Linked DNA regions of Mus musculus: regions 2, 3, 4, 5, 6 and 7 are each linked to region 1. Evidence: chromatin contacts called from public ChIA-PET and HiChIP or PLAC-seq data. All regions are on one chromosome and are shown on one strand. Each heading gives the region's core, a stretch centred on a gene start, on an enhancer-like site or on the middle of the called end of the contact. The rest is flanking DNA. Distances are from core to core; before and after follow the strand shown. Region 1 holds the start of Jpt1 (Jupiter microtubule associated homolog 1). Region 2 holds the start of Galk1 (galactokinase 1). Region 3 holds the start of Itgb4 (integrin beta 4). Region 4 holds the start of Sap30bp (SAP30 binding protein). Region 5 holds the start of Slc9a3r1 (solute carrier family 9 (sodium/hydrogen exchanger), member 3 regulator 1). Region 6 holds the start of Myo15b (myosin XVB). Region 7 holds the start of Tsen54 (tRNA splicing endonuclease subunit 54).

Region 1 (4,297 bases), core at 1,157-3,656:
CGGGCCTTTACTGGGAGGCAGAGGCAGACAGATCTCTATGAGCTTAAAGGAAGCCTGGTCAACAAAGGGGATTCCAGGGCTGGTGAGATGGCTCAGTGGGTAAGAGCACCCGACTGCTCTTCCAAAGGTCTGGAGTTCAAATCCCAGCAACCACATGGTGGCTCACAACCATCCGTAATGAGATCTGATGTCTTCTTCTGGTGTGTCTGAAGACAGCTACAGTGTACTTACAAATAAATAAATCTTAAAAAAAAAAATTTTAAAAAACAAAGGGAATTCCAGGACAGCAGGGCTACGTAGATAACACAGAGAACAAAACAAAACCCCTGGAATTTCAGCACTTTTTCTGTTACGGACTCTTTAAGATTGCTTCATTAGGTTTCCCAGTCCAGCCTGGTCTTCAGAGTGAGTTCCAGGACAGCCAGGGCTACACAGAGAAACCCTGTCTCAAAAAAAAAAAAAAAAAAAAAAAGATTGTCCTAAACTGGACAGTGGTGGCGCACGCCTTTAATCCCAGCACTCTGGAGGCAGAGGCAGGTGGATTTTTGAGTTCAAAGCCAGCCTGGTCTACAGAGTGAGTTCCAGGACAGCCAGGGCTACACAGAGAAACCAAAAAAAGAAAAAAAAGAAAAAAGAAAGAAAGAAAAGAAAGAAGGAAAGAAAGATTGTCCTAGTGGTGAAAGGTCTCATTCATCTCCACCCAGAAGCATGGAAAGCTGAAGGCTTATTTGGGGCGTGGAGAAAACATTGTTATTTCCTACACGTTGGTCAGGTTAAAGAGCGGATTTACGGTTTTTGTTAGCCATCTACCCTGCATAGTGGCACTGCCCTATATTGCCAGGAGTAGGGAGGAGTGCTGGTGTAACCAAACATTGGGACGGTACTAAAGCATCGGCAGCGGGATGTGGGGTGATGGTGTAGCACAGGCTAATCCAGTTAGCGCAGGCTAATCCAGGAATTCTTTTCATTTGTTTCTGTTTTTTTTTTTTTTCCTAGACGGGGGGGTAGGGGTGAGGGTGGGTGGGGTGGGTGGGTGGGGGGGTGGGGGTGGGGTGGGGGGGGAGTTCTCTGTGTAACATCTTTGGCTGTCCTAGACTCTTCTGCCTCCTTAGTGCTGGGTTCAAAGGTGTAGACCACTGTGTGCCCCCCGCCCTTTTTGAGGCTAAGAAATCTTGCTTCTGCCTCCAGGGTGCTGGGATTAGGGGTGTGCAGCACCCCCACCTCGGACCTTAAAAAAAAAAAATTCCCTCTCCAACACGGTTTCTCTGTGTAACTCTGGCTAGCCTAGAACTCGGAGATCCACCTGCCTCTGACTCCTGAGTTGGTGCTGGGACTAAAGGATTAAAGGCATGTGCTACATCGCCTGGCAAAAGATTTACGTTGTGTACATGTGTGTGCCTGCATGTAACTGCCCAGGTCAGGGAACTGGAGCTACAGTTTGGAGCTGCCCTGTGAGTGCTGGCAACTGAACCTAGGTCCTCTGCAGTACTAGCATATGGCCTTAACACGACATCCCTTCTCTCTTTCCTGCTTTCCTTCTCTGCCTCCCCCTCATTTCTTTTTGACAGGGTCTCACTGTTTAGACCAGACTGGCTTGAAACTCAAAGTGATCCTCCTGCCTCAGTCTCCCAAGTTAAGGCATTGCAGGGAAGTGCCGACACATCCTGCTGAGGTAGCTTTCTATTTAGGTAGCTAGGTAGTGTGTATGTGTGTGTGTGTGTGTGTCTCAGTGCGTGGGTGCGTGGAGGTCAGAGGTTCAAGAGTTGGGTATCCGAAATAATCAAACTCAGAGCTGAAATCAACCAAGTAGAAACAAAAAGAACTATACAAAGAATCAACAAAACCAGGAACTGGTTCTTTGAGAAAATCAACAAGATAGATAAACCCCTGGCCAGACTAACTATAAGGGACAGAGACAGTATCCAAATTAATAAAATCAGAAATGAAGACATAATAACGAAGTATATCTTAAAATAATTATTCTGCTTGTTGAGTATTAACAGTTGAAAATATTAAAATCATGTTCTACAAAAAAAAAAAGAGAGTTGGGTCTCTTACACGTTGTGGGTCCTGGAGATTGAACACGGGTTGTCATGCTGGGTGGCAAGGGCTTTTCCTTATGAGCCACCTCGACAGCCCCTCAAGTAACTTTTTAAAGTGACCGTGAACACTTGAGCACCACCAGATTGTCGAGGGCGTGGAGGAGGGGAGACCACAGCGGCCTTTCTCTGTACAGGAAGGGGGCGGGGCTTAGGCCGAGCCGTCTCCCGCGCAGCCCGTCCTGACGCCGATCTATGATTAGCACTGTAGCTAACCAATAGAAATGAAGAGATCTTTTTAAATTGCCCAATGGCGGCATGTGGAGGGTGGGCCCTATTGGCTCTATAAAATGGGAGTCCGGCGAGCCCCGCGGCGGTAGAAGCTCGTGGAGCCCTGGTGGTTTAGCTTTTGGAGTCGTCTGCGCCTGTTGGTCCCAGTCCCCCTTGGCGTTTTCAGGGCCAGCCTACCTCGCCCCTTGGCGCCATGACCACTACCACTACCTTTAAGGGTGTGGACCCTAACAGCAGGAACAGCTCCCGGTAAGGCGACAGGGTAGGGCTCGAGCCCTCCAGGGCTTGTGGGGACCGCGGGGCGTTGGTGGTAACGGGCCGGGAGCACCGCGCTCGCGCCCGGGGGAGGGTGGCAGAGTAAGGAGTGGGCGCCGCTTTGTGCGGCAGGACTGCCTCGGCTTGTGGCCCCGCCCCAGTCGTCCCTTCTATTCATTTCTCCCCGGTAACGACAGCTGAGGGGGACTGTGGGTGGCGGCCCTTTGCCGTACGGCAGGTTGGAGTCGGTGAGAGTGTGCGGGAGGATCTTCTTTCAGCCACCCGCGGCGACACTGGTCGGGTCCAGGATGGTGGGCTTGGTCTCCCAGGAGCCCAAGGAGCCTGCAGGGCCCTGGGCCCATTGTCCCACATGAGGGCCATGCGCTCCCGCTTCTGGCTCGGGCGTGTGCTGGCCCCGGCCTTGGGCGCTGCGAGCAAATCTGAGCACTGATCCGGCTGGTCTGCAGGCTCTTTTCCTCGTGGTGGCCCGCCGGGGTGTCCGTGTCTGCGCAGCAGGTGCACCTCTGGTAGGGCGGGGCTGGTCATCCCCTCCCTCCACTTCCAGCCCTGGACAGGAGCTCTCTTATCAAAGTGCCTCCCTGCGCCTAACAAAGGAGAGATCGGGTCTCCTCCCCCTCCCCACGCCCACCTCCGAATGCGCGGGGCCGTGAGCCTGCTCAAATGGGTTTTCTGCGCTCAGGTCCTCGGACCTCTGCCCTTCCATGTCGCCTTCTTTACTTCTCCCATTGACTTTGGCCGAATGAGTTCACCCCAGAGCAGGCTTCTCTTGGAGGAGGAGGTTGTCTGTGCTTGGGCGGGGCTAGGGAGCCATCCATTGTCTCTCCAGTAGTATGTAGTATCCCTTCCTGGAAGCTGGGATCTTGCTTGTCCCCAGTACACTGCATTTTGGGAGGAGCTCTGTGACTGGACTGGGACCCGTTTCCTACCCCTCACTTAACTTGGTGAAGATATTTTGTTCAGCGGAGGGAGTCCATCTACATCGTCTCAGCTAGTGGCACACAGTCCCTTAAGTTGGCTTTCAGGCATCTCTTTGATCTTCCCAAAGGCTTGGTTCCATGTTCTCTGGCCATGTATTTTCCATTGATGATGACCCACAGTTGAGTGTGACCAAGCCTTGGGGTCCCGACCAAGTGGCACAAAAGGGAGCCATTTTGTGGGGCTAAGAAGGCAGCGTGGAACAGCAGTGTCTCTCACAGGGGCTTGACAACTTGCTGACAAAAAGCAGCCTCCTTGAGTAGTCTTATGAGGAAGCTGGGGCAGCTACAGACTGCTTTCAGTTTCAGGAAGTAGTAAAAGAATTGGTGTGATGGAAGGGAACTGAAGGGGTCAGCGCTTACAGGGCGGGGCAGAACTGGAGATTAGACCTAGGAGACTGGGTCACTCCCTCTTGTTGTCATCCTTCAAATGAGGTAATTTGTTACAAAGGACACAGGGACAGATTGAGCCCTGGGTTTTTGTTTTGTGTGATGAGGCCAACTTTTCCTGGTCTGACACTGGTTCCTGGCAAGACAATGTGTAATCTGGGTTTTATTTTTTGGGACTCAAAGCTCAGCTCCAGGCTTTGTAGAGCATTTCAGAGCCCAGGGCCTTTCATGCGTGCTTGACATGAGACAAATACAACGTGTTTGCAGCCTCCTTTGCCACTGCTTGCCCTCCAGTGTTGGTGCTAAGGTTCTCCCCGACTCCTGAAA
Region 2 (4,297 bases), core at 471-2,970, 500 kb before region 1:
ATCAAAGTCCTCCAGCCATCCTGTCCCTTCAGTCCTGTCTCTGTCCCAGTCCCGTTCCCCCTCCCCATCCTTCCTTATCCCACTTGAGACAGGGTCTCACTGTGTAGCCCTATGTAAGGTACCTTGGTCTTGAATTTGCCACAACCCTACTTCTGCCTGCATCTGCCTGCTTCTGCTTCCTGAGTACTGACCTGTGCTATTAGAGCTTGCTTCTTTCTTTCTTTCTTTCTTTCTTTCTTTCTTTCTTTCTTTCTTTCTTTTTTTCTTCCTCTCTTCCTTCTTGTTGATTGTTTTGAATGCCGCCTTCTTCTTCTCCTTCTTCTTCTTCTTCTCCCTCGGCTGTCCTGGAACTCACTCTGTAGACCAGGCTGGCCTCTGAACTCAGACATCTTCCTGCCTCTTCCTCCCAAGTGCTGGGATTAAAAAGCTGTGTGCCACCGTGCCTGGCTCACATACTGCTTTCTTTTCTTATTTTCTTTCTTTTTTTTTTTTTTTAGAAGATCACACCTTCTTTTTTTGTTGTTTTGTTTTTTTTAAAGATTTATTTATTATATGTAAGTACACTGTAGCTGTCTTCAGACACTTCAGAAGAGGAAGTCAGATCTAATTACGGATGGTTGTGAGCCACCATGTGGTTGCTGGGATTTGAACTCAGGACCTTTGGAAAAGCAGTCAGTGCTCTTAACCACTGAGCCATCTCTCCAGCCCCACATACTGCTTTCTTGATTTACATGTCTTTTGTTAACAAAACCTGTTTATTTGTTTTCTAGACAGAATCTTAGCCCAGACTGGTTTCAGACTGCCGCTCCTCCGGCCTGAGTCTCCCATGTGCTGAGATGGACTACTATGCCTGGCTTGGAAATTATTTAATTTTTGAATAAGATAGTACATTTATTTGTGTGTTTCTTTTGAATGCATGTGCTCTCTACCACTGAGCTACACCCCCTACCGTTCTCCACTCTTACTGTCTTACATTTTAGTCCTTCTGTTAGAAGGTTTCACACAAGGTGACCAGGAATAGCTAGGAATCCAGGCAAAGATTTGGGCCAGCATGAAGGCTTTAGATGGTCATGTCTCTGAGACCAAGGCTCTTGTGGAGGAAGCAACTGCTAGGGGCCAACAACATTAGCCATCTTTGCAGTAGCCTTTGCGTCATCGAGGAGTGCCTGAGCTTGCTTCCTGCCGGCCACTGGATGAGATGAACTTCAGTCCTCCATCGCCAGGAGCCAGAGAAGGAGCCTGTAAAAGGCTTCGAACCTTGGCTCTCCTTGTTTATCCCTAGACTGTGTACCACATCATCCTGTTAGAGACATGACCGACCAGGGGCTGACGACTTAGCATAACTTCGCTAGATCCTCTGGGACACTCAGCTGTTCCTGTTGCCAGCTCGTGTTGGTGTTGCCCTGGCTGTGTGAGGGATGATGATGATGGGGATGGGAGCGCATTAAGAGGCTCCAGGTTCAGGGATGGATGGGAAGTTCAGATCTCCATTTGTGTTAACTGCTACTCAAGTGGGAGCCCCAAACTCCTGCTAGGACATCACCGAAGATACAAGTTGCAACCGAGTCTCTTCCTCCAGCTGTCAGCTGCCGCGTTGGCTTGCGCTGGAGAGCTAAGTTTGGACCCCGCTCTGCAGGTGGGATGGGCGGGGCCGTCGTAGCGGGGGCGGGGTCCCGCGAAGGACAGGAATGTAAGTCCGCGCCACGTGGCTCCGCCCCCAGCATCCCGCGGGGCGGTGCGCCCAGCTGCAGACGAGCGTCATGGCTGCTTGGAGACCGCCCCGGGTCGAGGAGCTGCTGGCCGAGGCCCGCCGGGCCTTCATGGAGGAGTTTGGAGCCGAGCCGGAGCTGGCAGTGTCGGCGCCGGGCCGCGTCAACCTCATCGGGGAGCACACGGACTACAACCAGGGCCTGGTGCTGCCCATGGTGAGGGGCCGCATTGGGGACCCTTCCTTGTGTGTGCTGGCCCGGCCTGCGGTAGGGAAGGGCTGGCATAGGGGGCACGGGAGGGCGGGTACCCTCCGGGTGGAAGGCGGAGTGAAGCGGTCTAGCAGACGTGAGAGACCCCGGGACGTGCAGTTGTCCACGTGCGAAGACAGGAAGCCAGAGCTGGGGGGAGGGGGGCTGTGCGGTTTGTCTTCTCGAGCCCGCCTTCTGGGGGCATCGCCCACAACTTGGAAGTATGAACCTCTTAAAAATGTGAGGACCAAGGAAGCAATATAAGAGAGTATTAGGCATGGTGGCGCATTCCTAATAGTCCAGTACTGGGGAAGCTCAGGCATGAGAATTGCCACGAGTTCAAGATCAGCCTGAACTACAAAGTGAGTTCCAGGACAGCTTGGGCTGTAAGATTCTTAAAACAAGGAAAAAGAAAAAAAAGGAGGTTATTTAGCCCTCTGACTTTGATTGGGCCCACAGCACCGACCTAGACCTATGCAAAGGTAGACCTGTGTAAATGTAGCTTCCCCCCCCCCCCCCCCCGGCCCATCCCCTTGAATTTACAGAGAAAACAGTAGATCCACAGAGCACTAATGACTCCCTCAAAGTTACACATTCGGTTCTTGGACTCTCAGCCTGGGTCTCTCAGCGCATAAGTAGTTCCTGAACAAGGGATTACCGCGTGCAGAGCTGGGTCCAGGTGGGAGGAAGTCTGGAGCCCCTCTGGGCCTGTTTTTGCATAAGATCACTATCTGTCCCCTTTGGCCCACAGTTGGACGCTAGCTAGGGCAGAGTCCAGGTTCACATTCCTATCACCACTGGCCCCGCCCCTGAAGACCCACAAGGCTGTGCTCTGAGCCCCCAAGGCTAACGCTTAATTGAAGCGCTTTCTCCCATCTCCTTCAAGCTAAGCCTATTCCCTTCACGGCCCTGTGTGTCCCAGACGACAGAACCTTGGGGTTTGGATCCTGGTTGCTTCAGTCACCCTGGGGCTGTTCTAGAACTTCAAGTGACATGAGTTTTCTATTTGCAATGGGATATTCCACCCACATATACTTTTATTAATCCCAGCATTCTGAAGTAGAGGCAGGTGGGCCTCTTAGTTAGAGGATAGCCTGATCTACATAGAAAGTTCCAGACAGGATTGCACAGTGAGACCCTGTTTTCAAAAACTTTAAAAACAAAACAAAACAAAAAGCCAAAAATAGATTCTGTGGCTATGATGTGATCCTGGGTGGACTTCTTCTGTCAGGTGGTATAGACTACACATGCCTACTCCTTCCAGGCACTGGAGCTCGTGACCGTGATGGTTGGCAGCCCCCGGACAGATGGGCTTGTTTCTCTTCTCACCACTTCCAAAGATGCAGACGAGCCCCAAAGACTGCAGTTCCCACTGCCCTCAGCCCAGTGGTCCTTGGAGCCTGGAATCCCACAGTGGGCCAATTATGTCAAGGGAGTGATTCAACATTACCCAGGTATAGGACTCACTCAGGCTGCTTCTGGGAGGATCATCTCACCCCATCTCGGCATTCCTCCAGGGTGGAGCATCCCATTGTACTGATAAAGCCATTGAGGTTCTGGAGGCTTGGAACTTGCCCTAGGTTTCCTTTGTATGATTAGAGGAGCCCGAATTCAATTGTTAGCTTGCTGGCCTCTGCCACCCTAAATCGGGAAGGCTAGTAGGAAGATTAAGCCAGCACACTCAGAGGGCAGCAGAGTGGGTGGCTCCCTGAGTGGAGCAGGCTGGTAAGGCACGCGTTTTTCCTATGTCCACGCTCCCATCTTTATCAGCATCCTTCTTCCCCCCGCCCCCCCGCAGCTTCCCCGCTCGTTGGCTTCAGTGCAGTGGTGGTCAGCTCAGTGCCCCTGGGGGGTGGGCTTTCCAGCTCAGCGTCTCTGGAAGTGGCCACGTACACCTTCATCCAGCAGCTCTGCCCAGGTACCACTTAGCCGCCGCTTTCCCTCTCTGAGATCTCTGCGGCCAGAGCCTCTTCCTTTTCTTGGCTTAGGGAGGGAGGGTGGGGAGTCCCTCTGATTGTCAATGGAGCCCTGCTGCTCCAGGGTGGCCACGCCCCCCATGCCCTCTCCTGGACCCCCAGCTTCCCAACCTCACCCTGTGCTGCAGACTCGGGGGCAATAGCTGCCCGGGCCCAGGTGTGTCAACGGGCTGAGCACAGCTTCGCAGGGGTGCCCTGTGGCATCATGGACCAACTCATCGCGCTGCTGGGGCAGAAAGGCTATGCACTACTCATTGACTGCAGGTCAGGGGCTCCCCTCATATCCCCCCACCTCATAACCAGGAGCTCCTTAGTGGAGTGTGCCAGCTGTCTGGTCTGGGAAGCAGACCCTTGGCTATGACA
Region 3 (4,297 bases), core at 668-3,167, 460 kb before region 1:
TGGCTAGAGGGGAGCCCTGAATCAGCAGAGGCGTGACTCCTAGGAGAAATGAGTTTCTTACAGCCTTGGGCGTAGGCACCACACCCACACGCTACATAATGCAAGCTGCAGATTTGGCCTCCTCAGGGCTCAATTACCTAGGCAGGTATAGGCACCAGAGGGACAAACCCAGCTCTTACACAGACCCAGAATACAGGGCTGTCCCAAACAGACAGGACGGCAACACACACCCAGCATGTCAGCAAAGGGTTAACAAGGCATCTATCTGCACAGGACCCCAGTGGGAGAGGCTTGCCTGTGTGTGCCTTAGGACAGATGAGGCACTGAGGCTGTGGAGCCTCCCATTCCAGCAGTCAGCACTGGGAGGGTCTGGCGGGGATTTGGGGGCAGTGTAGATTCCACACTGAACCTACACACACACACACACACACACACACACAGGAACTATATAATGTAAAGGCCTAGGCAGACACTCGAGTGTTTGCTTCGACCCAAATTGTATTTTAAAAGTTCTAAAAGTAGTCGCCTAGTATAGAAACAAGATTCCACATAAAGACTAGGACTGAGGATGCCATCACAGAGTGTGTAGCCATGGCAGGCTGGGCCAGACAGGACAGCAGTTCTTGAAGCTGTAACAGCCCCTTGCCTACCCTGTCAGCTATTGGAAGTCAGAGTTAAGGAGTCAAACGCTCATTTTCTGCTGTCCATTCTCTCAGCCCCCAGGAGACTCGATTTTCACTTTTAGTGAGGGTAGAAACAAACGTGCCATCTGGGTTGAACCTATGCTCAGGGTGTGGCAAGTCTGTCAGGAAGAAGGAAGAGGTCTGCCCCTACCCTTGGGAGCCACCTGGAGTCCCGGGCCACAGTGACAGCCAGAAGGCTCCTCCAAGGATCGTGGGAAAGAGTGTATGGCGGGGCCAAGTGCTCGCGGGACTGCTGGATGAGATTCTGAAAGGTCCCCCAAACAAAGGTGCCTGGAGCGGGCTTTGGGAAGAGAGCAGGCTGCGGGCCAGCCAAGAGGAAAATCAGGGACTCCCCACGCCTGACATGCACCCGGGTCACCACACAGCAGGTCCTGTCAAGCCGGACAAGAAGGGGGCTTGCTGCAAGGTAGTTAAGTTGTTCCTCTACTGTCTTCAGATTCAGGGGAGGTAGCACTCAGAGGGCTGGTGAGCCCCCAGCCTCTACCCACTCCTATTACCCACCTACCCAGTGTCCTTTTCTAGCAGGGGTATCTGATGTTCACCATTCTTTCCCTAGATCCCAACTACCCCGCTCCCAGCTGTCCCCTTCCCACATCCTGGCAGGGTTGGCACCTGTCCTGGCAGCATGGGCAGAGGGAGCCAGGGCCTGCCAATCTTCAGGGAAGGGAAGGGAAACAAAAGCCCCGGGCGGGAGTGGGTATTCACTTTCCTCTCCAGCCCTGTTGTCCCGGGGCACCGGGGCGGGCGGTGTGCCCTCGGATCTGCAGCGGGACCTGCACCTACCTTAGTGAGACTACCTCGGACTTGGGCTGCGTTGGGTCGAGCTGAGCGCGCGGGCGAGCCCGGCGGGACAGCAGGGCGGGCGGCGGCGGGCGGGAGCCAGCAGCGCTTTATGGACGGGCGGCGCAGGTAGGAAGGAGGCGCTGGTGAGTCAGGCGGACTGCATTCCTGCGCGCTGCGCGCACCTGTCGGGGCAGGAGCTGGGGTGTCGCCGCAGCCGCCAGGCCCGCCCCCCGGAAAGGGCTGCGGCTCAACCGGCGCCGGCCCCGAGCCCCGAGCCGCCGCGGAGGGGGCTGGAGGAGGAGCCACTCTTCCCTGCAGCACAGACCGGGGCTCCGTCTTCCCCACCCGTCCAGGCTCCCAGATCGGGTCCCCGGGCCGCTCCGGGTCGCGGGTCCGCTTCTTAATACAGTGAGCCCAGCTGGGTCAGTCCCGCTGCCTCGACGGTCATCGGGTCGTGCACCACCCTCTCCGTGTCAGCGCGAGGATAGGTCGTGCCCCAAACTGGTAGGGAGACTTAGCACTCTTGGACTGCTGGCCACTGGGTTCTCTCTGCCTCTACTAGAGGAACCGATAGGCAAGGACTGGGGCCTCTAGGTTTCTTCGGATACTCAAATCTCCTTAAAATGTAATTGTAGCCATCAAGAGGCCACGTGACCTAGTGTGGAGTAGCACTCATGGATTGTTACAGTGTTGGTGACAAGCTGATTCACAAATCTTACTCTTGCGGCAGGCTCTCGAGTGCCTTCAGGCCCCGTTTCTGTTTAATAATGAGTCCGTTGAGGCGCTGCAAGAACCCAACTCTAGTCTCACCAGGTTAGCTAATGCTCACCGCTGGCACTGGACCTCCTCAACCCGTGGGGGCTTCAAGCTCGCCAAGTGTCAGAGCCAGAGTATGCAGTCTGAAACTCAGCCAGATTTATCCTTATATTTGAAGACCCTGAACTAATGTTACAAGATCTTTAGTTTTCTTCGGCTTTGCCACATCCTCTGTTGGTTTCTAAGTCTGGTCGGAGAATATGGCCTTTTCCCACTGTGTAGTCCAGGCTAGTCTTGAACTTGGGGTAATTCTTCTGCCCCTGCCTTGCAAGTGCTGGGATTACAGGCATCCATCACCACACCTGTCCTTTTATTATCTTCCTTTTGATTCGGTGCTTGGTATGGAACATAGGTCTTCATGCGTATCAGCCATGTACTCTACCACTAAACTAGACCTCCAGACCAGAGTATGGCTTCTTTATGGCATTTGCTATACTGGTTTGAAATGATCATCCCACTGGACTGTGGACTCGGAGAACCCATGTTTTCTGCCCCAACCTGGGGTAATCCAAGTTAGGAGAGGTGGAGAGGCCTATGCCCAGGTCTGGGCTAGAGAGAAGGGAGGTTTTTGTTTTTTTGGTTTTTTTTTTGTTTTTTGGTTTTTTTTTCACCAGCCCAGCCCCAGCCCTGGTGCCTGGTACATAGAGGAGTTAAAAAAAAAAAAAAAAAAAAGTGTGATTGGGTAAGATGTCTTAATGGGTCAAGGTGCCTGCTGACAAACTTCATGACTTGAGTTTGATTCCTGGTGGGACTCATTGTCACAAGGTCTCTGTGGTGTGTACATCCATCCCACCCTCTCACATAAACAAATGAGTAAAACGAGTCTGTTGGGGCACTGCTGTTGTGTAGCAGGCCTTTCATCCAAGCACTCAGGAGGCAGAGGCAGGTGGATCTCTGTGAGTTCAAGGTCAGCCTGGTCTACATGGAGAGCTTCAGGCCAGCCAGGGCTATATAGATTTTGCTTCAAACATAATACAAATAAAAATGATTTTTAATAGCCCTGTCAGCCCTGTCCAGCCATCTGAGGGCTGTTCTGCACAGGCCAGGTCCCCAGGGAGACTTCCTCCTGAATGTGGGGGCACTGGGGAAGGAGCCCAGTATGTTTTCGGCACTCAGATGTATGTTCCAGGCCAGCTCAGTTCCTTGTGGACATCAGCCACTCCAGTAGGCACCCAGTCCAGTCTGGAAAAGAAGAGCTCTACACATTGATTTAAAAATAGTTCTTTGCAGCTGGGTGTGGTGGCGCACGCCTTTAATCCCAGCACTCGGGAGGCAGAGGCAGGCAGATTTCTGAGTTTGAGGCCAAGCCTGGTCTACAGATTGCGTTCTAGGACAGCCAGGGCTACACAGAGAGACCCTGTCTCAAAAACCAAAAAAACCAAACCAAAACAAAACCCCCAAAAAACCAAAAAAAAAAAACAAAAATAGTTCTTTGCAGGCTGGAGAGATGGCTCAGTGGTTAAAAGCACTGACTCCTCTTCCAGAGATCATGAGTTTAATTCCCAGCAACCACATGGTGGCTCACAACCATCTGTAATGAGATCCGATGCCCTCTTCTGGTGTGTCTGAACTTACATAAAATATTAAAATAAACATTTAATAATCTTTAAAAGACAATAAATCTTTTTTAAAAAAGATTTATTTATTTATTATATGTAAGTACACTGTAGCTGACTTCAGACACTCCAGAAGAGGGTGTCAGATCTCGTTACGGATGGTTGTGAGCCAACATGTGGTTGCTGGGATTTGAACTCAGGACCTTTGGAAAAGCAGTTGGTGCTCTTAACTGCTGAGCCATCTCTCCGGACCCCAATAAATCTTTTAAAATATTTATTTGTGAGTATAGGGTGGAAATTCGAGGACAATCTTTAGGAGTTGGCTCTGTTGAAGCAGGGTCTCTTGTTTCGGTTGCTGGGCTGAATACTGCAGGGGAGCTAGCCACCTAGCTCTGGGAGCGCTCTGCAGTCTCTAGGTCAGTGCATATGGTTTTTATA
Region 4 (4,297 bases), core at 935-3,434, 420 kb before region 1:
GGAGCTCAGGGGTAAAAGGTTTGCCATCAGTTTGGGCTTCATAAGACCCCATCTCAAAAATGCAAAACAAAAGACCTCCTTCCAAAAGCTCAATTCAAAAGCTAATACAATGTGGTCCAGGTGAAAAAAAAAAAAAAAAAAACGACTTAACTTTCAAAAAGAGCTAATACCACCCAACCAATTCAACTTTTTTCTTCTTTCTGTGGTGCTGGGGATCAAGTCCTTGACATGCTTAGGCAAAGCCCTCTCCCATGAGCTACATCCTCAACGGGTACCAACTGATTCCAAACCAAAAGGGAAAAGGGACAGAGTTGACCATGGAATGGAAGAGTGTTTCAAGAGCTCTGGGTCTGGAAGATTTACCCACCGACTGCTTACTGTTCTCGTCCTCCTCTTCTTCATAACCATCCTCATCACCCCCTGGGCGAGAGAAGTCATCTTCTCCATAGGCGTCAGATACCAAACCACCTTTCTCCTCTGAAAGAGGAGAGAGAGGGGAGAGGGGGAGAGAGAGGGAGAAGGAGAGAGAGGGGGAGAGGGGAGAAATGTAAAAATGTTTCTGAAAATTGAATGGCCAAGATTATTTCTGAAGATAAAAAGGGAACCTAAGTCTCAAGTAAGTGGCTATAGGCCCAGATTGAATTTGTACTTAGGAAGAACAATTTAATACCAGGGGTTGGGGTTGGGAATTTAGCTCAGTGGTAGAGCTCTGGGTTCTGTCCTCAGCCTGGAGGTTGGGGGGGAGGAAGAAAAAAAAAGGAAAGAAAGAAAAAGAAAAGACCAGGGGTTGTGCCAGGAATGGCGGTGCACACCTTTGAACCGAGCACTTGGGAGGCAGAGGCAGGAGGATCTCTGAGTTCTAGATCAGCCTGAGTTCCAGGACAGTCAGGACTAGAGGGAGATCCTGTCTCAAAACAAACAAAAACAGGGGTATTGGAAGATGACTCTTATACGAGTGCATAATGTACAGGGTTTGGTGTCCCATGCTTTTAATTCAAGCTCTCTGGAGACAGGGCCAGGCAGATCTCTGTAAGTTTGACAGTTCAGTTTCCAGTACCCACATCAGGCAGCTCACAAATGCCAGTTTCAGAAGAGCTGATGCCTCTCTCTGTCCACCATGGGCAGAACTCACATGCAAGGCCCACTCCATATGTACAGATGTATATGAAAAGAAAATCAAGCATTAAATTCATGTTCTAATATTTTCAGGACAGGCTGGGGAAGTAACAAAGTAGTGGGATGCTTTCCTAAGAGTGTAAGGCCCTGGGTTTGGTTCCCAGCAGTTCCAAAGGTTGGGGAACTATTACATGCTGTTGGCCTATTAGGGCAGTTAAAGTCTTCTCCTCTTTGAACCAGCCCAACAGGTCGTTTAAACTCCTGTTTTGACATACCACACACATCTCTATCTTGTTTCATGTGCAACCTCAAAAACGCCTTCTATGCACAAGACTGTCTTCCTCATTGTTTTGCCCCTACTTTGCAGATAAGAAGACCCAAAGCTCTGGTATATCAGGTAATTTGCTTCCTTCAAGAAATCTGTTCCCTCTATGCTTCGCAGTCTGAGGGCAACCGATAGGCTTTTAAAACTCACCAAACAACAGAATCACCCTACCGCCTTAAAAGGCTTGTCTAGCATATTCTATGAAAAAGCCCAGAATTATGCACTTAGGAGAGATGCATTTTTAAAAACTCTAGGGCAGACTTAGAAACGATTCCTTAAAAGTTACCAACTTAACGAAACACAAGTTTTACTATCCTCCAGGTACATTTCACTCCTCTCTTCCCCATCAAACAACGAGACAGTGATGTCTCGACAGATGCGTACCCCCCTTGGTCCACCCTCTGGCCAGCATGACGCCTTGCGTAGAGGATCGCAGAAAGAGAGATCACTCGTACTGTAGTAGAGGTTCTAATGCTCTGTCTGACCTAGGACATCCACTGCGCTTTGGGGTTCCAAGACCCGATACCTGGAGCACAAAGAGCATCTTCTCCCCATGCCCCGCTAGAGAGGTAGCATTTGGTAACCATAACAGACCCTCCCCTTTCCAGCTCAAGTCTCACCAGTCGCTCCGCCTACAGCGTCGACTCCAGTTTCGCCATCAGATTCAGGGTCTGAATATTCCGCATAAATTGCAAGAGACGACAAAACATTTTTCTTCCCCGCCATCTTACTCCCACAGCGCGGTGTGGCTCAGGCCTATGACTCATAAGCCAATTTAGGGGCGAGAAAACCAACTTCTTCCGGATCCCAGGAGACTCCGCGCCCGAATGACAACCAATCAAAAGGGCTGTGTCTGGGCATGGCTCCGCCCCCATGCTCAGCTCTTGGAAACGTCATCAGCACGGGACGGAAGTAAGGTCTTGCGGCTTCTACTTCGCTGACTTCTCGGGCGGTTTGGCTTCTGAGTTCGAGTTAGGGAGTAGTGTTCTTTGGAAAGCTGCAGAGCCAACCGAAAAGAGCCTGGGGTCTGACATCTTGGAGAGCATTTGTCTGGCAAAGGGCGAGAGCTGTTGACTTGGGGGCTCAGAGGAGGAACGGGGGGTCGGCGTCCTTGATGAATGGTATCTATGGCTTCGCTTCTAGAACAAGGACCCTAGAAAAAGGATTCCAAGTTCTCTGGTCGACTTTGAAGACGTTTGTGGGCTTTGTTGTGGTCCGATTTGTAGCTCTGTCCACCTGACCTGGAAAGTTCATTGTTTTTATTTTTATTAAAGGGAGAAGTAATGTTAATCCCTCAGGAATGTATTGCGTGAAGCAATTCAGCCTTCACTTTTACTGCTGGGGAATGAGATATTTAAGTGTAACATAGCAGCTTACTCGGCAGGAGAAACATAGGCTATATTTTAACGTGGAGCAGAGGGTTTTTTCGGGATTGCCTTTGCCCACCTTTGCGTTAACCTTTTGGCTGCTGCTTTTTGCAAAGATGAGCGCCCGTCCTTTCTCCACTCCCTTCGACCGGGAGCGGCGAGTCCGGAGCACCCTGAAGAAAGTCTTTGGGTTTGATTCTTTTAAAACACCTTTACAAGAGAGTGCGACCATGGCTGTAGTGAAAGGTAACATACCAAGCTACCTGTTTTGCAGACTGCTGGCGGTACCGTAGTAGCTCTGTGGCACAACACCCTCTTAACTTCCTACCTCCTCACCCTTTGGAAATCTTTGAAAACCACTGGTTTGGAATTCTTTCGTGACCAAAGCTAGTGGGTATTTGCTGGGAATCTATTTGTTTATTGATGGTCTATGTAGCCCTGGCCGGCCTGGAATTCTCTATATACATCAAGTTGGCCTCAAATTTGAGCCGGTCCTTCTGCCTCTGGATTATTAAGTACTGGTATTACAGGTGTGGGCTATCATAACCTACAAATTTTGGACAGAACCACTCACACTTCTGGTTTTTTCATAGCCAGACTGACAGTCTGTCTTTGACTTCTGTTCCTAGATTCCCATTCTTGTCCCTGTGCAAGTAGTAGCAAAAGTGGCAGTAGTGCTTAATCTTGTCAGTGACCTAGGTAATCATTTCCTTGAAGAGCGAGTAGCTTGAGTTCCAGGTAGAAAAGGAGAGACTAATAACACTGTAAGCTGGAGATAGCTTGTCCAGATGGGAGCAGCAGTGCCACCAACAGACTTATTAACAGAGGACTGAATGATTAGCCTTGCATATCTACCCCGGTGTAACCAGTACTCTGCTTCCCTGGATGTGTCTAATCCAAATAGTCATATCCTAGTGGCTCAAGACTACTCAAGCCTTGTTTTGATTTGTTTTTTTAAAAACAGGTTCTCACCATGCAGCTTTGGCTTCTTAGATAGCTCAGAACTAGCTATGTAGACCAGGCTGGCCTCAAATTTCCAGAGATCTGTCTTCCTCTACCTATACCCCCCCCCCCAATACTTTCTTACTTTTTGGTTTTTTTGAAATGCAGTTTCTCTCTGTAGCCTTGGCTGTGCCGGAATTCACTTTATAAACCAGGCTGGCCTGGAACTCAGAGATTCTTCTGCCTCTGCCTCCTGAGTGATGGCATTAAAGGCGTGTGCCACAACACCCAATGAATGCTCTGTTTAGAACTTTTTGTTTGTTTTGCTTTTACTACCTTTATTTAAGTATTGGTAAGGACCAACGGTGAAAGACTCCCAGACTCAATTTAGATTGTAATTAGCCAAATTTAGTAAAGCTGTTGGCAGGGCCACAGTCTCTAACCCAAATCAGAGACATGCTTCACAGAGGTGGGTGAAGAAAGGCTTTTAAAGGCAAAATCCCCAAAAGCTGCCAAGATTAGATAGTCAAGGTGACCTCTAAATAGT
Region 5 (4,297 bases), core at 1,005-3,504, 350 kb after region 1:
CAGCCACAGACTTTTTAGATACAAAACATTCTGATACAGAGCCTTCCGCAGCAGCCTCGCCACTGCCCTCCAGCACCCAACAGTACAACCAGAGAGTGCAACTTGGTGTGTATGTGGAGTGAGGGGAGGCTGCTGGCTATCTGTGCTGGTGCTAAAGTCCAAAGGAAAGAATGGGAGGCGGGGGCGGGAGCGGAGGGGGTGGTGGTGGAAGGGTGGGGATGGGGGTGGGGGATGAATGGTGAATCAATGGACAGGGCACAAAGTTCAAATTGGGTTTGTGCCTAAGAGCAGAGGTCACCTGTTCCAACTTGCTGCCAGGGGCTCTACTACTGCTTACCGATGCCAATTTGGCACTGGCAGGAAGTGGGAACTTGGTGGCCCTGGCATTCCCAGAGTCAAACTCTGGCAGAACCGGGCTTCTGGTGACCTCACTTCCACCAAACCAGTTGGTACTCTCAGGCTCCGCCTTCAACCTTACGGGGCTGAACAGTGCCCTTTCCCTGTGGAGGGAGGATCTTCCTGGCTCCATGGATACCGCTGATCTACATGTGGCGGCGGTATCGATCAGGAAGAGAGAGCCAGTGCGTACTGAAGGGACCCTGCTCCCAGGGTCTGAGCCCTGAACCTGGCCTCCTTCCCTCCTTGTTTTCTAAGGGACAGGGAGGCTCTCAGCACAACTCCTGTTTTGCCAACTGCCCCTCCAGCAGCTGATCCAAACTGGGGTTGTTTGGGGGAAATACCAACCACTGGCAAAACCCAACCAGCCGGCTTACAATCGCTGGACAGAGAAGAGGAGACACCAGGGCGGGACCACCTGCGAGGGTCGGCTCTGCAGGACGCTGCCTGGCCTGTTCCTGCTCCCTCCCCCACCCATCTTTCTCCTTTTCCTCCTCTTCTAAGGTCCTCCCACCAGGCTCCCAGATACCAGCTAGCGAGCGCTTACTCCTCACATTCCAGAGGACCATAAATCCTCCGGGGTGGCAGAGCCACCACCCCCAAGACGCTTCTGCACCTCCTCCCGGCACCCCACCCCCACCCCTAGCTCCGAGACGTTGAGACTTCCTCTCTTTCTTAGAAGTCACTTTAGTCTTGAGAAGGATGAAGTCCAACCGGTGTGAGTTAATGATGCACAAACTAGAGGACCCAGGATGTGGGTAGGGCTGAAGGGGTCCTCCCAGGGACCCTTAGTTATTCAGCCTTTAAGCCACTTTGAGCTACCATCCACAGGGACTGAAGAGAAGAGAGTAGAAAGAGGGAGGGAGGGAGGGAGATGCGGGGGGTGGTGGGGAGAGCTCTTAGCTTAGCTGTAGGCAAGGATAACCCAGGAATGAGTCCGGGTTGTGGGGCGGAATCCAAGGAATGGGAGCAGAGAAGGGGACTGGGTTTCTTTGCGCCGTCTTCGCAAAGTTCAAGCAGTCAGGAGATGCAGGCGGCAAAGGAGCTCCGCTCCCCAGCCAGCCCGGACAGGGCGGTGGGGTCGCTGGTCGCACTCCGAAGCTCGCCTTAGAAACTGCGAAGGCTCCGGGACAGAGGGCAGAAGCCGTTTCCTCCTCGCTGCTCGAGTTTCAGAAAGTGCTTGGAAGTCCGGGGTGCCCGAGTCTCTCTAGAATCCTAGTCCTACACCAAGCCCAACCCGCACTTACCAAGTGGCTCTTTTCGGCCTCATTCTGGTCCCCAGCCTCATGAGTGTCGGCGGCCGCTGGAGGCTCGGCTTGTTCGGACTTCTCCTGGGGGCGCAGCAGCTCTTCCCGGATCGAGACGCCCAGCTTCTTGAGACGCTCGTCGGTCTCCGGGTCGACCACCAGCAGGCGCACGGCGTTCAGCGCTGCGCGGATGCGGCTCACCACCTGCTGATGCGTCTCCTTCTCCACATTCTCACCGTTCACCTCCACCAATCGGTCTCCAGCCAACAACCCCGACTTCTCGGCCGGCGAGCCAGGTTCTACCAGACGGATAAACTGGCCCACCTTGCCCTTCTCCCCGTGCAGGTGGAAGCCGTAGCCATTTGGACCCTTCTCCAGGCAGCAGAGCCGGGGCAGAGGCTCCCCGGCCGCTGCGTCCGCGCTCATCTTGTTCTGCGAAGGCTCAGCGCGGGTGCCGTCGGAGGCCGGGGACTCACGACCTTTCTCCCCGAGCCGCAGAGCTCGAGTTGGGAGCTGAGCACCGCACGGGGCACAGGGAACAGGTGTCCCGGGAACCGCGGTTGCGAACGCACAGGAAGGGAGCCGGCCAATCCCCGCCCTGCGCGGCGTCTGAGCGTTCCAGAACCCGCCCCAGCTCCTAAACCCGAGGGCGGGGCCGCGCGGTGGGTGTGGATCACAGTAGACCAATCAGAAATCACGAACCGGGCTCTTGCGCCAGGGTGAACAAATCTAACCAATCAGGAGAGTGGGGCGTGGCCTGCACTCGGCGCGGCACCCCGCAGCGGGAGAAGAAAAGAGAGCCCAGGAAGTGGAAGTGTTTGTTACCAAGTGCGGAGTTGGGCTGATCGGGCGGGGCCGAGGCCGGGGCTGGGGCGGGGTTCCAGGTACTGAGCCCAGAGGCCCCACGGGCTCCGCTCTGGTTTCCACGTTGTGGAGGGGGATTTAGAAGAGCTAGTCTCTGGGTAAAGGATTCTCAACGCTTTAACCGCCTTGAGCCAAAGCCTGTTGCATAGCTTGGCCCGAGAGAGGGGAGCGACAGTTGCTGGGGAAACCACCCCATGCTCCCCCACACTCACTCCTCCCCCTCCCCAGAGCCAACTTAAGAACCGGACGGATGTCTTCTGTAACACAGTAACACTGTAACAGGGTAACTGTAACAGAATAACTCCGGAGTAGAGTTGTTTAAATAACAAAGTTTCTTCTTGTGGAGCCGCCCCTCTATCCCTGGACATGCATATAGACAGAGGTTTGGGCTCTGATCCCTTCTAGAAACTTGTAGGGCTTGGTAGAGACTGAGGCTCCTTGCAGCCCACCTGGAAGACAGGCTGTCTGAGAACAGATAAATGAATAATAAATAAAGGGCTTAGTTTTGGCAGTAGCCTTTAGCCACGGAGAGAGGGCGGGTGAGACAGCTAGGTAGTCAATCTCAGGATTCACTTCAGAGGGAATGGAAGACTGGCTTTGTTCAACAGAAAAATGACTTGGATTGTGAGATAAGCATTCCAGCTCCCTCTTGCCAGCGCAGATGTGGCCACAGAGGCTGGGGGTGGGGGAGGGTAGTCAGTTAAGGGTAAGTTGAACCTATGAGGACGCCAATGGGTGAAGATGGAATGATTCGGACATTGGGTAACAGTTTCCCACAACGTGCCACGTAACAAACTCTCTAACACGATCCTCCTTCTGGGAATAAACAGAGGGGGAAAAACCGGTCAGAGTATATTTTCCAAAATACTGCAATTTAATTCTGGAAAAACAGAAATGCCAGAGGCCCAGAGCTATGTATGTGACTAGAGCTCCAGCAATCAGCTCAGAGCCCCAGAAGAGAACCCGGAGCCCAGGCTCCTCCCTGATCTTCCTATGAGAGGTCACAGAGAGTTTCCTTATCAACCCAAGTTTAGAGTGCTGACTTTGCTCTGGGAGCAAGATTTCTGCCTTGAAAGCAAATATAGTAACCTCAGATATGTGTAATGCATACTTTCTTGGAGCCTCACTCGCTGCCCAACCTATATAGATGTAGTAAAGCTTCCTTTGGTCATGGATCTGCACACCTCCGAGTGTCCTTCCTTCTAAGGGTCAGATCAGAGCTTTGGGAGACACATGGCCTTGGGCCTACAGGGCTTGTTGCCCCTCTCCGTACCCCAGACTTGCTCATACTTCCTTGTTTTGTGCACATAGCATCAGCCCGCCCCCAAATCGACAACTTCCCACCCTCTCAACCCGATTTAGCGGAAGAGGAAAAGATAAAACCATTTTGCCCTAGTATTGGTCTGAAGTTAAAGAGAGAGAGGGAGAGAGAGAGAGAGCGAGCAAGCTGGGGCTTAGTGGGAAAAACTGGCCTATGGCTTTGTTCAGTTCTGCCTCCCACCCATTCCAGGAGCCAACAAGTTCTTTATCTGGCTCTGACCTCTGCCTTAAATATCCGTGGTGCTGTACACCTTGTCTCGGGATTGGGAGGGAGGGGAAGTTTTTTCCAGACTCTGACCTCTGGTTGTCTAGGAACCCAGGTGGAAAGTTGACAAGAGAGGTTCCATGGGAGAGCGGGGCATCCCCTGGGATGTGAGGTCCAGAGATCAGGAAGGAGTGTTTTCAGGTGCCCCACTGCTCGTGTGTGCTGAAGAAAAAGCCCGTGCACGCTTCCAGAAGGAGGGTTGGGA
Region 6 (4,297 bases), core at 852-3,351, 340 kb before region 1:
TTCCTCCCTATCCTCTGCAGCTCCAGCAGTGGGGGCGCCCGCGGATGTTCCCGAACTGCTGCTGCCCGACTCCTTCCTGGCTTTGTGGATGCGGGGAAAGACCACTGCGAATTTGGGATCTGGAGCTGGATCCTCGATGGCTGATGCATCATTAGAGACGGAGCTACTCAGAGCCTGCGGAGGGCTCGGACCACCGCCAGGGAGAGCTCGCGGCGTTCCCCGGAGCCCCACCAGGCGACAGGCCAGGCGCAAGGCCAACCAGCGCCGTGGCCCGGGCACCCTGCCCCGCGCCTCGAGCGCCCTCTCGCGGCCGCGCTCCTTACACTCCCGCGGGCTCGCGGCCCGCGCCTCTGTCCGACGTCGCTCTACCCGCAGTCGCAGCCAACGCAGGAAGCCCAGGGCCCGCGCCACGCGCTGCAGCCGCGCCTTGAGACCCACGCGGATGCCACCAGCGAACTGGGGAGACGCGCCGGCTGGGGGCCTCGGACGCAGCCTGCGCAGCACTACGAGCGCAGCCAGTGGCGTCCGGTCCCGGGGCCCTGGGTCCCCTGCACGCGATCGCTCTCTGGCTCCCGCGTCGCTCTCTCCCGCAACCACAAGCGCCTTTCTCGTCACCTCTCCGACCTGGAGGAGCTGAGCCCCGGGAGCCCCCGCTGTCTCAGGCTCGGTGCCCAGCAGCTCAGCCTTTGGCTGTGCCCCGACATCACTGGTGTCTACAATCGCGCTAGAGTCCTGGGGACTCTGAGAGCCTCTGGGGACGCTGGAGGCTGCAGCTTCCCTCCCCAGCTCTATCTCCTGGGACTCAGGGATGCCACTTGAGGTTCCTGGGATCTTCTGTGGGAGATGTCTGTGCCCAGCCCACCCGGGGCTCGAGTCTGTATCTGTCCGGGAATCGTCACTCGCTCTTTGAGGCCCCGTCCCCGACGACCCTTCCTTGCTCTGGAGCTCCAAGGCGTGTCCTTCGCTGCCTGGATGGTTGCTGCCAGGGCATTTGCCCTGTACCTGAGTTGAGCTGGGTCCTCTGATTGGAGCGCCTTCTGACCTGGGATCCGAAGGTTCCATTTTGGGTGGCCGCTCCGGGGCTCCACCGCCCTGGCTGCTGCTGTCCTGGGCCTCGCGGGCTTCACTGTCCAGACACGAGCTGCCACCATCCCCGCCCGACGTGTCCCCATCCCTGCCAGGAGTCTCTCCGTGACCTCGCCGAGTCAAAGGTCCCCGATCCTTTCCTCTCCTGCGGCGGCCGCGTTTGCCTGTCCTCACTTCTTCCCTGGGGATTCCCTGTTCCTCCGTGTGCTCCCCACAACTGTCCCCGGAGTCACGGCTCTCCGTGGGTCCGTGTCTCAGACGCTGCGAGCTGCTCTGCCTCTCCTGGGTCTCCTGTGATGTTCTGCAGCGGTGGTTCCCCTCTCCGGTGTGCTTCCTCTGGCCTCCAGCGGTCCCCTTGCCTCCAGTGGCCTCGTGCTCCGTAGCGGGCTTGTTCTTGCGGGCTTTGCTGCGGGCAGGCCTGCGGTCCGGGCTTGGGGCGCAGTCGGCGCTGGCGGACCCAGACTCCAGCTCGGCTGAGGCTGGTCTTCCAGGTCGAGGCCGGCGGTGGGGCGCTTTGCCCTTACTTCTGCCCATGACTGACTTCCCGATGTCCTGATCCTTTTGCCTTCTGATCTGATCTGACTGCCCATGGGTGCCCTGAGGCCTCGGTTGCTATAGATGCTTTCTGCTCCTGCAGGGTTATGGGCTCAATCTGTCCCCCTCCTGGAGTCTCCCCTCCTGGGCAGCATCATCAATAATGCAGGAGGCAGCGGGTCCTGACCCGGTTGGTCAACAATGGAGTGGAAGCGGAGGAAAGAGGAGACGCTGCCGCTGTGGACAAAGGCCATGGACAGGGCGACGACGCCATGACTCCTTGCCAGGCAGGTCAGCCTGGCACTAGGCCAGACTGAGGAGCCAGGCTCTACTTCAGCCTCACTACCGGCCTGCCAAGAGGGGCGGAATGAAGTTGTTTTACATGGGGGCTTCTCCAGGAGACAAGGGATTGTGGCTATGGGACTGGGCAGGGGACACTTGGGCGTTCTCTTCTTTTCCGTTGTGAAATATAACTTACTAAAAAGTGGATATGATACGAGTATATACCTTGAACTGTGCACACTTTTGGACTGAAACTAGACTCATGGGGGACAGGAATCAAATCCCAGACCTATAGAAGAGCAGCCAGTGTCCTCCAGCATTGCTCTGCTGGCTCTCCAGCCCCAAAGGAGTAGTACCGTTAGTTGTCAGGAGATCTTCCTGGATCTTTTCCCTACAAGGCTGAGGAGGGCCCTGTGGATTCCAGCCAAGTCCTCTGCTAACCGAGTTACATGCCTAGCCCTCCCCACTGCTTTTTCTTTTATCTTTAAAGATATATTTATTTATATGAGTACACTGTAGCTGTCTTCAGACACAACAGAAGAGGGCATTGGATTCCCTTCAGATGGTTGTGAGCCACCATGTGGTTGCTGGGAATTGAACTCAGGACCTCTGAAAGAGCAGCCAGTGCTCTTAACTGCTGAGCCATCTCTCCAGCCCCTCTCCCCCCACTGCTTTTTCAATTAGCAATAATCACGTCTTCGATAAACCTCATTGGCTACAATACTGCCACCCATCGAGAATACTGTGCAATGCTCTTTCATTCAAAAGGCTTGCCTACAAGGTATTTATTTATTTCATGTATGTGAGTACACTGTTGCTGTCTTTGGGCAGACCAGAAGAGGGCATCAGATCCCATTAGAGATGGTTGTGAGCCACCATGTGGTTGCTGGGAATTGAACTCAGGACCTCTGGAAGAGCAGTCAGTGCTCTTAACCACTGAGCCATCTCTCCAGCCCTTTTAATTAATTTCGGTACAGGGTTTTGTAGCCTTGGCTGTCCTGAAACTCTCTCTGTAGACCAAGCTACCCTTGAACTAAGAGATCTGCCTGCCTCTGCCTCCAAAGTGCTGGGATGAAAGGCCTCCCCACCCTGCCTGGCCCCGGGGTTTTGTAAAACACTTAGTTTCTCTCCTCTGTCTTTTCAGTTGTTCAGCATCATGACGAATTCATGCACTGTAGTCTAACTAGTTGCTATTGATAGATTTTTGTTTGTTTTGTTTTCAAGACAGGGTTTCACTGTACAGTTCTGGTTGTCTTGGAACTCACTGTGTAGACCAGTCTAGACCAGCTGGCTGCCTGCCTCTGCCTCCTAAGTGCTGGGATCTTGGTGGATTTTTAGTTGTATTTCTTTGTGTGTGTGTGCGCACCTGCTCGCACGCCTGCATGCACCTGCACACTGTGTACTCTCATACCACAGTCCTTGAGTGTGATCAGACAGCAGCCAGCTTACAGGAGTCAGTTCTTTCCTTCCAACCTGTGTGGCCTGGAGACTGAACCCAAGTGGTCAGGCTTGGTGGCAAGTGCCACTGAGCTAACTTGTAGGCCCTTTGGTGGATATTTATTTACCTTTATTTTAATTTTTATTTTTTGAGACAGGGTCTCTCTACATAGTACTGGCTGTCCTGGAACTCGCAATGTAGACCAGGCTAGCCTGAACTGCCTCCCAAGTGAGCCTGTGCTATCAAGCTCCTTCTGATGGTGTTTCTCTCTCTCTCTCTCTCTCTCTCTCTCTCTCTCTCTCTCTCTCTCTCTCTCTCTCTTTCACTGAAGTTTGTGGGCTGTGGTACTGGCACAGGCCTTTTACCCCAGCACTCAGAGGTAGAGGCAGGTGGATCTCTGAGTTCCCAGCAGGCTGGTCTGCAGAGCGAGTCCTAGGACAGCCAGAGCTAAACTGGGGGAGGGGGGTGTTCCTCAACCAAGTAGCCAGGTGTTCCTGCTACCAACTATGCCCTAATTGCTTGCACCCACCAGGTCATGTGCCTCTGTATTACTACAGAGGAGTTCTCATAAAGGCTTTTCAGGGGTGGCCTGTTGAGGGGAGGTTACCCCTCACTTGTGTTCTACTAGGAAATCCAATAAACCCACTCGTTCCCCCAGGGTGAACTCTGGCAGATAAGGTCTCAGTTTGTTCCTGGGACCTTAGGAGGAGGGACAGACAGACAGACGCTGCATAGTCACCCCTACTCCTGGAAAGTTAGCAACGCTTGGTGATTCAAATACTCTAAGAGGGAGTTCTCTGAACCTCTCTCTCTCTCTCTCTCTCCCTCTCTCTCTCTCTCTCTCTCTCTCTCTCTCTCGGCTGGAGATGGACCAGAAGCACAGAGAAGCACGGGTCCTCAGGTTGTTAAAGTGAAGACGAAACAAGGTGTTTATTAAAAACTCAGTTTTACTTGAGG
Region 7 (4,297 bases), core at 935-3,434, 300 kb before region 1:
GTATTTCTCCCTCTACCTTTAAGGACTACAATTATAACACACGTCAACATGCCTGCAGAGATGTCCATCTGTTCAAATAAGTTACTAGTTTCTCTAAACACAAGTTTTAGTGACGATTCTGGGGTCTTGGCCTCGTTAAGAAACACAGAAATATTAAGACATGTTTTTGTTTTAATCCCAGGTGTGGGGACACAGGGTGCTTCGGCCCATCCACAGCAGCCGTGATTTGCTTTCTGTTCGAACAGAGCTGTGGTTTTTGCTAGCTGCAGATCGATTTTTGCAATTGTGTAATATTTGGGACTCTGGGAACTTTTCAGAGGGTACGTAAATGCTAAGGCCCCAAAAGGTGGGGTTGGTGGTTGTTGATTGTTCGGCGGAGTTGACTGCAGTTTGTCGGTAACGCTCAAAGAAGAAACGAGAGAGAAATTACACTCAGAGTCTCTCTCCCCTCTCTCCTCCTTTTTCTCCTATCGAGTGATAAGAGATGAAACCGGGGGCACAAAGGGTGGGAAAAAGAAGAACCCACAAAGTAGCAAAGACCAGTGACACAAAGCCATTTCCTCTACCACTCAAAACCTCCCTCCTATATGGCCCTAGGTTCCAAATCTTGGGACTGCATGGACCACATTCCATTTTAAGTATCATCCTCACCAGGCCTGCTGGTTCAAGGTTGTCATCCCAGCTACTAGAGAGTTTGAGCATAAACTCATGACCAGCCTGGGGTACAGAGTGAGTTCATGGCCAGCCTGTGCAATTTTGAAAGTCCCTATCTCAAAACATAAACAAGAGGGTAGGGGCTATACAGCTCAGTGCTGGAGTGTTTGCTAGCAGGCATGGGCTGCTGGCTTCACTTCCCAGAAGCACTAAAAATAAATAAGCAAATACCATCCTCAAAGGAGATTTCACTCTTTCAAGTCTATCTCCTCTTCTGGGCACACGTGTTGTTTAATAACTTATCAACAATACAAATCCCCCAAACCTGACAGTCTCCATTTGAATATAAGCCCGTGTGATCACAGGCTGTCTCACCTACAGCCCTGGCTTGTGGCTCTGTGTTCGAAGCCTCAAAGGCACCTGTCAGGACTCACTGACTTGGCAAATAAGAGTCACCTTGGGAGGCAGATACCTGGTACTGCAGGAAACTCAAGGTGTCCTCTGTCAGCAGCAGCTGGTATGCCTCTTGGATAGACAGTGGGAGGTCTTGGTAGAAGAGCTGAATCGAACCCTGGAAGTGGACCAAGAGCTTAGCTGTGTACCCTTCCTGCAGTGCCCAAGCCAGTCACCTTCTTGGCTCTGACCCTTTCCCCACACACTCAAGCATCACTGCATGACCAGGACAAACAATGAGAGGATTAGAACTCCCGCTGTCCAGTGGTATCCTCTTCTGTTCTCAAAGTCCACACATAACTTCACTGAAAACATAATTCTGAATTCCTCCTGGTCCACCAAACCGTATCCTTCCCATTCCATTAGTCGGGACCCCTTTCCCCACGCCTCCAGGACCCCACTTACACACTCCAGCAGATACAAAGCCTCTTCGGGGTGAAGTCGCTGCCGTCCTTCCTCTGAGTAGCCCATGGTCTGCCAGAATTTCCCCTGTGCGGCAGCAGACCAAGTGTCACAAAGCAGCTAAGCGGACAGAGGAAGGGGGTCCCCCAGCCGCGGAGATGCCCGGGCCGCTCACCGCAGGAGACGTCAACTCCACAAAGCCCTCTTCTGGTTTCCACTCCGCGGCCACCAAGCTGCCCCTGGCGAGGAGTGGGGAAGGGGCGTCTCGGTCTGCACGGGCAGTCCCCGGCCTCCGCCCACCCGGCCTGACCCGGCCCGGCCCAGCCCCTCTCACAGGCGCTCCACGCGCTCCTCCGCCAGCAGCTGCCACAGCTCTTGGCGACACAGGCGCAGCCGCTCCGCCTGGGCCTCCGAGCCGTCCGGGAGGAAGTCCTTGGGGCCATGCGACCGCTGTGGTAGCTTCTGGGACCGCGAGCGCGCGGCGCGGAGCTCCGAGGCGCTGGGGAGAGCCGGGAACACGTGATCAGCACAGAGGCCACCCCGCTCGCTCCCGGGTCCCACGCACCCCACGCCATCCCCCGGGCCGGGTAGCACCTGAGCACACGCCCCGCGGGAACCTCCACCGACCCGGGTTCGGGTTCGGGCTCCATCGGGCCGCTGTCTGCGGCTGCGCGCGCACCGCGAAGCCCCGCCCACCCCGGCATTCCGCGCGGTCCTAGCGCCTTCGACCCGCTCGCTCCTCGGGATCATAAAGCCACCCTCGAGCCTCGCGCCTTCCTACCTGCCCCGTGTGTGTCCTAACACCTGTCGGCACACGTGTACCCCGGGCCGCGGGACCCAGCTCGATGTGCAGGTTTCCAGATGTGCAAAAACTCACCTATTCCGTTTCCAGCGCTTCTGGGGGCTCCTCCCTTCTTTAGTATAACTTTACCTGGCTACTGGATGTAGCATGGATAATCAAATATGTTACTCTCATCTCTGCAGCCCTGAATGTCTTTGTGTCCTACCACCAGCAGGAAAGAGATGCGTAGAGAGAGGAGAGCAGTGAGCCCCCAGACACCAGCTTTGCAAACTGGAGGCCATATGGGAATGTTAGGAGTGGACCAAAGACTTATGGAGTTCCTTCACGGTGGGCCAAAAAAAAAAAATCTCTTCTTAGGGGCTCTGAAGCAGGGTTCAAAGGCCAGGGGTGGAGGCGCTGTCCGGCTCACACTGGTGCTGAATCGCCACCCCAGACTCCGAAAGCACCTCCTCGAGGCTGGGGTCCCCGCCGTGACATCCTGAGTCGCACTGACGCTCACCACTAGGTGGCACCGTTGCTCCAGCCAGCAGCTATAGGTCTCTGAGTGTGGACGAAGGTCGCTGCGGGCAACCCGGGAAAGGATGGGGCAAAGAGGAAGTGATCCCCACCCCTAGTGGGGGGGGGGGGTCCTCAGGTTCAACTGCCAAAACATCCTATTTTCTCTCCTATACATTCACACTTCACCTTTTGATCTAGACCAGAACCCAGTTCTCTCGGGATCCCCGGACAGGACACAGCAGCACGAAACCTCATCCACCCCGCCTCTCACCCGCCACTTTGCACCCCTAAGCAGCTTCACCTGCGCGCATGCGCTGATCCAACCAGTGGCTCGGCTCTGGACTGGCTGGCGGGGGCGGGGCCTAGTGAAGATGGGGCGGGGACCAGGGTGTTGATTGACAATCCAACTGTGCGGCCAGGACGGTCCCCGGCTCCCGATCCGGCGGGAGGGAGGGGGGAGGGGCGGGATTTCCTGCGGGAGGCGCCGAGCCGGCCTTGGAAAGGAGGAGAAAGGGGTTGCGGGGGACAGTGAGAACCAGAGTCCAGAGTGCCTGAGACTGAGCACAGCCAGCCGGACCCCCGGCGGGGCGGCCGGGAGAGGTGAGACTGCCGGGTCCCGGGCCAGGGGTCAGGACCCTTGAGAGCAGACGCAAACTAACTTTTCTTGTCTGATCGGCGGGCTCCTCCATCTCTCTGCTCCTTCCGCCTTCCTCGAGCCCCCCTTTTCGTTCTCCTCTATCTATTCCTCGGACGCTTGACTCTCCGGGTCCCTCTTGCCGCTTTGTTCCCGGGGTCGGCCTTATCTGGGCTTGGCTGCGGGGAGCTGCGCCGCGCTAGAGGGGCATTCCAAGGGGAGGGGGAGCCAGCCGACCCCAGGCACTGCCAGGAGCACTCTCTCCCAGTGCGGGTCGCGGGCTTTGAGGGGGAGTGCCCTCCGGCTTGGGCTTGGAACTTCTGAGGAATGAGTGGTTCCCCACCTGGGCCCCCAGGCCTGCACGAGTCTCTTGCCACAAGATTCTGGCAACAAAATCACCGCCACTGAGGAACTGACTTAAGGGTTTGTGCGGGAAGTCGAGTTGGGGTTTCAGGTTCAGGCTTGGGAGGTAGTTGGCCAGCCTGTCCAAGCTCTCTGTCCTGGATCTCTACCCAGCTGCTCTCTCCCACCACAGACGCAGTGAGAAAGGATTAGCAACAGGTGCTGTAGATCTCTCCGATCCAACAGGTAGATCTCCCCCAGAAAGTGAGGGACATAAGCACCCAGTCCACCCTCTAGGGACCTGGTAGTGAGGAGTGTGCTGCAGACACCTTGGACAGGGAGTGACCCCTACCATCTGCCCGTGCCACTCTCCCAGGCCCTACCTCCCGGCCCCGCCTGTTGTCTGTGGGTGTCAGAGCCTGGGGCTGTGGAGAATGGGCTGCTGGCCCTGCCTACACCAGTGTCTCCTGCTGCCAGGGCCCCTCCTGCCCAAGGTTGAGGTGCTGCCCAGT

Evidence for each region. ChIA-PET counts read pairs in DNA pulled down with a chosen protein or histone mark. HiChIP or PLAC-seq counts read pairs in DNA pulled down with a chosen protein or histone mark.
Region 2: a contact with region 1 is called in an RNA polymerase II ChIA-PET map of memory CD8 T cells, with 46 read pairs. The contact joins the promoter of Galk1 here to the promoter of Jpt1 in region 1. A contact is called at or near these places in 1 of 39 promoter capture datasets (liver), 1 of 484 Hi-C or Micro-C datasets (B cells), 6 of 115 datasets of contacts at active chromatin or transcription factors (bone marrow-derived macrophages, embryonic stem cells, extraembryonic endoderm stem cells and 3 more) and 2 of 9 other capture datasets (embryonic stem cells and pancreatic islet).
Region 3: a contact with region 1 is called in an HNF4G HiChIP or PLAC-seq map of pancreatic cancer cells. The contact joins the promoter of Itgb4 here to the promoter of Jpt1 in region 1. A contact is called at or near these places in 2 of 39 promoter capture datasets (the C10 cell line and liver), 2 of 115 datasets of contacts at active chromatin or transcription factors (bone marrow-derived macrophages and pancreatic cancer cells) and 1 of 9 other capture datasets (embryonic stem cells).
Region 4: a contact with region 1 is called in an RNA polymerase II ChIA-PET map of memory CD8 T cells, with 77 read pairs. The contact joins the promoter of Sap30bp here to the promoter of Jpt1 in region 1. A contact is called at or near these places in 1 of 484 Hi-C or Micro-C datasets (B cells) and 2 of 115 datasets of contacts at active chromatin or transcription factors (bone marrow-derived macrophages and memory CD8 T cells).
Region 5: an RNA polymerase II ChIA-PET map of memory CD8 T cells shows a contact between it and region 1, with 559 read pairs. The contact joins the promoter of Slc9a3r1 here to the promoter of Jpt1 in region 1. A contact is called at or near these places in 5 of 39 promoter capture datasets (the 3T3-L1 cell line, 3T3-L1-derived adipocytes, embryonic stem cells and 2 more), 1 of 15 datasets of contacts at CTCF or cohesin (CD8 T cells), 3 of 484 Hi-C or Micro-C datasets (B cells, the N1E-115 cell line and embryonic stem cells), 5 of 115 datasets of contacts at active chromatin or transcription factors (the SCID.adh cell line, acute myeloid leukemia, embryonic stem cells and 2 more) and 3 of 9 other capture datasets (adipose tissue, liver and pancreatic islet).
Region 6: an RNA polymerase II ChIA-PET map of memory CD8 T cells shows a contact between it and region 1, with 246 read pairs. The contact joins the promoter of Myo15b here to the promoter of Jpt1 in region 1. A contact is called at or near these places in 2 of 39 promoter capture datasets (liver and pre-B cells), 7 of 115 datasets of contacts at active chromatin or transcription factors (bone marrow-derived macrophages, embryonic limb bud, embryonic stem cells and 4 more) and 1 of 9 other capture datasets (adipose tissue).
Region 7: a contact with region 1 is called in an RNA polymerase II ChIA-PET map of memory CD8 T cells, with 1,458 read pairs. The contact joins the promoter of Tsen54 here to the promoter of Jpt1 in region 1. A contact is called at or near these places in 3 of 39 promoter capture datasets (liver, neural stem cells and pre-B cells), 1 of 15 datasets of contacts at CTCF or cohesin (the NIH/3T3 cell line), 6 of 484 Hi-C or Micro-C datasets (B cells, cardiomyocytes, embryonic stem cells and 1 more), 15 of 115 datasets of contacts at active chromatin or transcription factors (the 230-238 cell line, the SCID.adh cell line, T-cell acute lymphoblastic leukemia and 11 more) and 5 of 9 other capture datasets (adipose tissue, embryonic stem cells, liver and 2 more).

Annotation. Positions count from the first base shown.
Region 1 is chr11:115,512,502-115,516,798 of GRCm38.p6, reverse strand. It overlaps Jpt1 (Jupiter microtubule associated homolog 1), which reads left to right and starts at 2,406. Exons shown (of 5, transcript NM_008258.2): 1 at 2,406-2,579. The coding sequence starts at 2,524.
Region 2 is chr11:116,010,142-116,014,438 of GRCm38.p6, reverse strand. Galk1 (galactokinase 1) reads left to right here and starts at 1,720. Exons shown (of 8, transcript NM_016905.2): 1 at 1,720-1,925; 2 at 3,223-3,412; 3 at 3,757-3,876; 4 at 4,063-4,198. The coding sequence starts at 1,761.
Region 3 is chr11:115,972,345-115,976,641 of GRCm38.p6, reverse strand. Itgb4 (integrin beta 4) reads right to left here and starts at 1,917. Exons shown (of 40, transcript NM_001005608.2): 1 at 1,488-1,917.
Region 4 is chr11:115,931,546-115,935,842 of GRCm38.p6, reverse strand. It overlaps Sap30bp (SAP30 binding protein), which reads right to left and starts at 2,184. Exons shown (of 11, transcript NM_020483.3): 1 at 2,062-2,184; 2 at 368-477. The coding sequence starts at 2,167. It overlaps Recql5 (RecQ protein-like 5), which reads left to right and starts at 2,351. Exons shown (of 19, transcript NM_130454.2): 1 at 2,351-3,054. The coding sequence starts at 2,925.
Region 5 is chr11:115,161,298-115,165,594 of GRCm38.p6, reverse strand. It overlaps Slc9a3r1 (solute carrier family 9 (sodium/hydrogen exchanger), member 3 regulator 1), which reads right to left and starts at 2,254. Exons shown (of 6, transcript NM_012030.2): 1 at 1,644-2,254. The coding sequence starts at 2,069. It overlaps Rab37 (RAB37, member RAS oncogene family), which reads right to left. Exons shown (of 9, transcript NM_021411.4): 9 at 3,355-4,297.
Region 6 is chr11:115,855,729-115,860,025 of GRCm38.p6, reverse strand. Myo15b (myosin XVB) reads right to left here and starts at 2,101. Exons shown (of 64, transcript NM_001384233.1): 1 at 1-2,101. The coding sequence starts at 1,620. Llgl2 (LLGL2 scribble cell polarity complex component) reads right to left here. Exons shown (of 26, transcript NM_145438.2): 26 at 4,246-4,297.
Region 7 is chr11:115,812,626-115,816,922 of GRCm38.p6, reverse strand. It overlaps Tsen54 (tRNA splicing endonuclease subunit 54), which reads right to left and starts at 2,184. Exons shown (of 11, transcript NM_029557.1): 1 at 2,104-2,184; 2 at 1,844-2,008; 3 at 1,685-1,748; 4 at 1,513-1,596; 5 at 1,127-1,225. The coding sequence starts at 2,159. It overlaps Caskin2 (CASK-interacting protein 2), which reads left to right and starts at 3,331. Exons shown (of 20, transcript NM_080643.2): 1 at 3,331-3,409.